2 separate regions of the Rattus norvegicus genome follow, and region 2 is linked to region 1. Evidence: chromatin contacts called from public Hi-C data. All regions are on one chromosome and are shown on one strand. Each heading gives the region's core, a stretch centred on a gene start, on an enhancer-like site or on the middle of the called end of the contact. The rest is flanking DNA. Distances are from core to core; before and after follow the strand shown.

Evidence for each region. A called contact is a pair of places that touch in the nucleus more often than the background predicts.
Region 2: a Hi-C map of liver shows a contact between it and region 1, with 2.3 times the contacts expected there. The contact joins the enhancer-like site here to the promoter of Agt in region 1. A contact is called at or near these places in 2 of 12 Hi-C or Micro-C datasets (both in liver).

The regions. Positions count from the first base shown.
Region 1 is chr19:69,436,751-69,440,271 of GRCr8, forward strand. It overlaps Agt (angiotensinogen), which reads right to left and starts at 1,627. Exons shown (of 5, transcript NM_134432.2): 1 at 1,458-1,627.
Region 2 is chr19:69,508,650-69,512,170 of GRCr8, forward strand. The region is part of intron 2 of C19h1orf198 (similar to human chromosome 1 open reading frame 198); the gene reads right to left. Among named protein-coding and RNA genes, the nearest start is that of C19h1orf198, 16 kb to the right of the region's middle. Within about 2 kb of position 1,807, at least 41 of the 93 cell types and tissues checked have an H3K27ac peak or open chromatin away from gene starts, as enhancers often do. A contact at or near this core is called in liver, where this site is marked.

The sequences.
Region 1 (3,521 bases), core at 377-2,876:
CCTGACACCTGACTCCATGAGTGGTATCTAGACACGACGCACACTTCCTCTTGAAAGAAAGAAGGAACTGAGGAGCCCGGGGCAGGCTCAGCAAACCAGTCATGACCACATAATCCCCCAACTCCAGAGACGTGGACGGAGGAGACAGGATGATCTCCCGGGCTTCCTGTCTGCCAGCCTAGCCCCAACTTCAGTAAGGGACCCTGTCTCCAGAGACTAAGGAGGACAGTACCTGGCAGGACAGCTGATGTCCTCCTCTGGCCTCTATCTGTGTTCATGGCTCTTGAGTCTCCACACTCCCCATATACCACACACACTTCACACACACACACACACACACATCATACACATATGTCACATTCATATAAATACACACATACCTTGGGCAGGGCATGGTGATAGAATCAGAGGCAGAGGCAGACAGAATTTTGTGAGTTCTAGGGCAACCAGAGCTACACAGTAAGACCCTGTCTTAAAATTTAAAAAAAAAAATCATTTAGTCCCAGCACTCAGGAGGCCGAGGCAGACAGGTCTCCGAATCTGAGGCCAGCATGCTCTACGGAGTGAGTTCTAGGACAGCAAAGGCTACAACAGAGAAACCCTGTCTCGAAAAACAAAAATAAATGAATAAATAAGATGCACATACACTACACAGCACACACGTGTACGCACACACATGCACACACATGCACACACACATGCACACACACGTGCATACATACATGCACACACACATGCACACACACATGTACACACACACACACGCACACACATACACATACACACACACACTGAAAATAAGGAGCTACCTTTTTTGCTTAGCTTGACATTATCAAAGTTCTTCCTTGCTACTGGGTGCTCCTAACTTATCCCCAGCCCTAGAGAACCTTCGAACCACAAGGAGCCTGTTTGCAGAGGGGTAAGTTGAGACGCTACAGGACGTGGTGAGAAGCCACAAGACCCAGGCCCCAGCACTGAGCCTGGACAGAGATGCTACTTGAGATGACCATGGGACCTGTCCCTCCTTGCTGCTTGCAGTCCAAACAATGGAGCCTTGTTCTCCCTTCGAGCTGGAAGAGGTTCAGCGGACTCAGCCACTCTAGTGCTGAGCCTGTGAAAGTCCCTCTGCCTTTGAGGACCCATCTGGGCTCACGGGAAGCAGAAGGCCTGGCCATCCCCTAACAAAACACAAGCAGTTGCCGGTGAGCCCAGAGTGGTGACCCGCAGGGGACAGCTTACCTGGACATCTAGCCTTTCGGGAGAGGAGACACAAGTCAGTGGTCACATCTGAAGCGCCTGCCACCACAGACTTCTAGCTCCTCACTCCAGGACAAATGCCATCCAACCCCTTCCAGTGTCTCTACCCAACCCCTGCCTCCTCTTCTTCCCTGAAGCTCAGCTCCTGCCCAGTCAGATCCCACGAAGGACCAGAAAGGACCCAAGAGGGCTCTGCTTACCTTTAGCTCCAGCCCAGACAAGCACAGCTATCCCCTGGTGAACCAAGCAGCCTTATTTATACTCGAGGGGGTGAAGATGGATCTATTCCCAGGCTACTCTGTACAGAGGCTGGGGGAGGACCCAGGTCGGGGGACCATGGGAATCCAGGCTTAGCCAAGATGGAGCAAGGCCAGGGCGATGTTCCGCTGGGTCCCTTCCAGGAAGCCCTAGTGGCAGATGAGCTTCAGGCAAAAAAAAAAAAAAAAAAAAAAAAAAAAGGGCTGGCGTTGAGTTACATATTTACCCCAGTTCCCCGGAGCTGGGATCACAGTCACAGGACTGGCTGGGTTGTGACAACTGAAGCCACCATGCAGACCTTGGGACGTAAGCCCCTCGTGATCTGCTTATAAGCCTCTCAGGACATGCCAGGAAGGGACCTACCTGCAGGAGATGAACCTCTCATAAGTCATCAGCGGCTCTCAGGATGGACGACCTTGAATGGTTGTAATTACGTTAGTTGTCTGTTCTGCACAGGGGCTTCCAGTCCCTTCCCGCACCTTTGGGAAACTTCTAGCACATCTGGTCAGGTTGGGAAATCCCAACTGTGGTAAAGCCATATTGAAACAAAATGTTCTGGGCTTGTGGATGGAAGGCGGCTGTTTTGGAGGCTGGAGGTTTCAGAGCACCGCCCTTGAGTGTGGAATAGTCATGGAGGTTTAGAGAATGAGACGGGTGGATCCCAAGGAAGGGTGGGAGCTGAGAAGACAGCAGGAGTAGGTCTGGTAGACGGTTGCCCCTGTAGTCCACCATGGGTGGGCGACTAACTTGCCTTGCATCCAGTACGTCAAGTAATCTCTTGGCCATGGAGTTGACACAGGCACAACCTGCCTTTACCCTAAAGTGGCACTAGAAAGTGAAGGCGGAAAGGGAGGATTGGCAGAGCAGTCCCTGGCTCAGAAGAAACTAGATGGACCATGCAGGATTTGATGGTGTCTGAGCTGGGCTCTAGAGAGTGACCTTCTCTGCGCACAGATGTAAAATAATTACCAGAAGATCTATCTCAGTGGGAAGCCAGTTGTTGGAGGCATCAAGGCTACAGCCATGACGGTCTGCACTCCAGGCTGCAGCCATGACGGTCTGCACTCAGGACTAAGGATGCCAGAGGACCAAGGGATGTACAAGGAGTAAGAGCTCAGGAAAGGGCAGTGGTGCATAGATTTCCTAGAGGAGTGTGTGGATGCCTTAGTAGCTTTGGGGTTCAGCAGGAGGCCCTGTGCTGGGGACACAAGAGTAGAGTTCCCAAGTATAGTGATAGATAGGTCTCTCCTCTCTGTTTCTGACCACAGATGGCTGGATTCTTTTTTTTTTTTTTCTTTTCTTTTTTTCGGAGCTGGGGACCGAACCCAGGGCCTTGCCCTTGCTAGGCAAGCACTAGATGGCTGGATTCTTAAGCTCACTGAACATCTTGTTGTCCCCTGTGAGAAGTCTGGGAGATGAAGGCCTCACGGTCATCTCAGGAGATGGGTAGTGACCAGAGAGACTGGCCATGCGATCCAAAGGAACTTTCAGCCTCAGCCCTCTGCGAAGAGAGAAGGGCGGCTATGGAGCTGGCCAGTGATGGCAGGGATGTCGCCAGCCCTGTATGCAGGGGAGCCTCAGTAAAGAGCCTTTGCCCTGGGGTTTGGAGAATTCCCAAGCTGAGGAACACAGCCAGGAATGAAGATGTACTTGCCATCTGACGAGGTCCTGTACTGTCAGCCATTCTGACCCTGGCTATTTCTGTGGGCCTCATGAGAAACCAGTCAGCAGAGGCAACGTGACTGCTGGAGCTGTTCTAGCCAATTGTCCAGCGTGAGGAAGCCTGGGACCAGACTGAGGTGTAACCGCACTGTACTGAGAGCAGGTAGCCCTTGCTACTAAGGCTGTCTGAGCACGAGCCTCCTCTGCGTCAGTCTCTGCTGGCTGGTCATCACTCCACAGACTTATTTACTCCACCTGGAGTGGCAAGTCAGACAACAGGGCTCTTGGTCCAGGCTGGCTGTGTAGCCTCCGTCTGCTCTGAGGGGGTTAGCTGACTGGCCTGA
Region 2 (3,521 bases), core at 557-3,056, 72 kb after region 1:
GATCGTGTCTAGGTATAGCACTCTGAGCACTGCCTGTTCCCAAATTCCCTAGTAGGACACAGACATAATGATTTCTTTAAGTAAGCAAACGGCTAAGAATAGTTAGGAAGTGGCAAAGACTCGGGGATGGGGTTGACTTTGATCTGTAAATTGTGGAGGAAAGGCTCACAACACAAAAGTTGTTTGACACACCAAGGCTTTTTTTTTTTTTTACAACCCGCCCCACTGGGATCTTTGCTTAGAAGACTGTGAATTGCAAAGCCAACCATCCTGACACGTGGACAGTGTGGACAGCGGGATACTGAGGAGGGAAGCCGGGACTGGAGTCTGAGGTTGTGTCATTGCCTAAATGACAGCTGCTGCCATCAACTCGGGGATTGGAGGGGTGACCAGGTACTCTGCACTTTCCCAGGTCAACTTGGAAGGGGTGTGTGGCCAGGAGGAGGTAACTGCCTCCTTTGGGAACTTTGGAAGCAAACGCAAGAAAACATAGTGGTGCACACCACCTTTAATCCCAGCACTCAGGAGGCAGAGGCAGAGGCAGAGGCAGATAGATCCCTCTGTGAATCTGAGGCCAGCCTGATCTCCGTAGTGAGTTCCAAGACAGCCAGAGCTACATAATACCTTGTCTAAGAAGAAAGAAAGAAAGAAAGAAAGAAAGAGAGAGAGAAAGAAAGAGAGAGAAAGAAAGGAAGAAAGAAAGAGAAAGAAAAGCAGAAGAAACAAGAAGAAAAAAGGCAGGGTACAGTGGCTGTTGCTCACAATCCTAACACTCAAGAGGTGGAGACAAAAGGATTGCTGTGGGTTTGACCCTAATCTGGACTAGATAGAAATTACCAGGCCAACAAGCCACAGCAGCACCCTGTACAAAAACAACAACAAACAAACAAACAAGAAAGGAGGGTACTACGGAGAGGAGGGAGAAGGAGAGGAGAGGGAAGGGAGAGGAGGCAGCAGATCCTAACCCATCTGCCCCCTCCTTTCCTTGTGTTCTCTTGAGCCTTAACTTTGTACATAAAGTGTGACTAGTCTCCTCTAACAAGCCAACCTCCTCCTTGCTGGTGAAGGACCTCTTGCTATCCCAGTAAGAAGAGAAGGCATTCAAACACTATCTGGCAGCTGGATGGGAGGAGGGAAGACCTTGTTCCCTGTCCCTGTCTATGTTGGCTCAGCTGAACAACCAAAGAATGGGCTCAACGAGGTCATGAGTGACCCCAAGCTCCCCATTCTGGGGGTTTCCATCATGGCTTGCTGGAAACTGACTCTATAGCTGTCTCTCACGGCTACTGATACAACCTGATAATTCCAGGCTCACAGAAGGTGAGGAGGGCAGAGCTTTGGCAGACTCAGGACTCCTAGATCCTGTGAAAGTTTATGGAATAGGTTGGTGGCTGGACAATAGAACCCATGGAAGCACCACAGGTCAGCCCTGGGAGCCAGAGGGAGTGCCCAGAGGTGCACCCACAGCCTGGCTCTCCTATTCCAGGATCAGAGTGCCCACTGCTCCACCTAGAGAAAACAGTCACTAAATCCCCAGGGTGCAGAGCAAGGTAAAAAAGAGCCCAGGTCCTGGTGGAAGGCCCCAGGCTGACTACAGTCACCCATACCTCAACCCCTGACACAGAAGTTAGCTGATGTCACACCACAGACTTGGGAAGAACAGTCCAGGAATCTTAGTCGACTTGACATGTGTTATGCACGCGGCACCATGGGAAACTGTCCTCGGAAATGACACAGAGGAACGTGGGTTCACTATCCCTTTCTCATTACAGAAGAGCTACCTCAGCACCTCACTGGACTTTCCCGGACAGCACTGGTTCTGAAGGCCAGACCAGGCCACCTCCCCCTGGGGCCCACACAGGCCAAGGTGGAAAACAGAAAGACCGTGCGTGCCAGGGACAAACTTTTCCAAACATGTCTTTTCCAGGAATGGGAAAGAAATCATGTGGCCTTCTCTCAGTGCCCAGGCTGCCGAGTCAGCCCTGCAGAAGAACACTACACAGAAGATAACTGGAAGGGACAGTGGCCACCAGGTCACCGTCATGGCATGGGCTGCCTTCTGTGATCTCGGAGGCCGAAGCAGAAGAGGGAGACAAGAATCTCCTCAGCTCCTGGCAGTAACCCACCTGCTGCCTACACCCAGGGCTCCTGACTTCCCTACAACCTGGTCAGTTGGCCCATGTGGGGACCCGGGGCTCGGCTGGCTATATCCAATCTAAAAACAGCAAGACCACAACAGAGCCCGGCGTCTATTTTTACGCCCCACTCACTGTAGAGGAATGTGTGATATTCAGCAAAAGGGGGGAGTACTTGCCGCTCACAAGGACTGTTTGACTTGGCAGCCGCTGGCAAAGCTCAACTCAAGACAAAGGCTACGGGCACACAGTCAGAATCTGAAGAACTCCCCAACAGCCCTCCATACGCTTAGCATGTGTTCCCCTCTTCTGCCCTCCACAGGGGAAAAGGTGGGGGGTGCCTAGAAAGCTTTAAGAATCACAAAGCTAGCAAAGGGACATCTTACAGGAATGAGCCAGCAGGAACTTGCACCTTGAGACACAGCTGGGCAGTGCCTTGAATCCATCCACCTCACATCCCAAGGCACTTGGTCCAGACCAGGAGCTAAACCGCACATGCCCCTTGTTTAGAAGCCCCGCGGTGGACAATAACTCACCCACCAGTCAGGCTCCAAGGCAGCAAACACTCAGTGTCACCGTGAGACACAGGAAGTGCAGGCAGGGAGGAGCCAAGGCGTATGTAGGAGTCGGTGCTACAGGCGGGAGTCTTGGCCCTCAGGCCTGTGACAAGGACACGGACATCTAACGAGTCCCTCAAGAGAACAGGTTGTATTGTGTTGGGAGCGCACTTAGGCAGAGCACCTCCCTGCTCATCTTCCCCTGCCATAGCCACTCTTTTCACATGGATGAACACCCGAGATGCTACACTGCGTGCTCAGCACAGCCCGGCATGGGTGCGGGTGGGACAGTCGGAAAGGGGATATGTGTTGGGGCTGGAGAGATGGCTCAGCGGTTAAGAGCACTCACTGCTCTTCCTGAGGTCCTGAGTTCAAATCCCAGCAACACACAGTGGCTCACGACCACCTGTAATGGGATCCGATGCCCTCTTATGGTGTGTCTGATGACAGCTACAGTGTACTGATATAAATATAATAAATCTTTTAAAGGAAAGAGATGGGATATATACAGCAGCTGTGGTAAGGAAGGACAGACAGGGATGCAGCAAGGGAGCGAGGGCTTCAGGAGACCTGTAGGGTACAGGGTCCTGGGGGCAGCATTGGGGCCACTGAACGGAAGGAATGCACAATATTGTAACACAAGGAGGGTCTGGGGCAGAGTGCCACAAGCTGAGAGCTAAGTTTCTGGGGGGAGGGCTTAGGACAGCTGGGAGGGAAAGAGAGTGGGGCAAGGAAGGAAGGAGGGAGGCCAACCATCAAGCAGGGAAAGGAGACTTTGTGAGGAAGGAACATGGACCCCAGAGTAGGTAGGACCTGTGATGGGATCGGG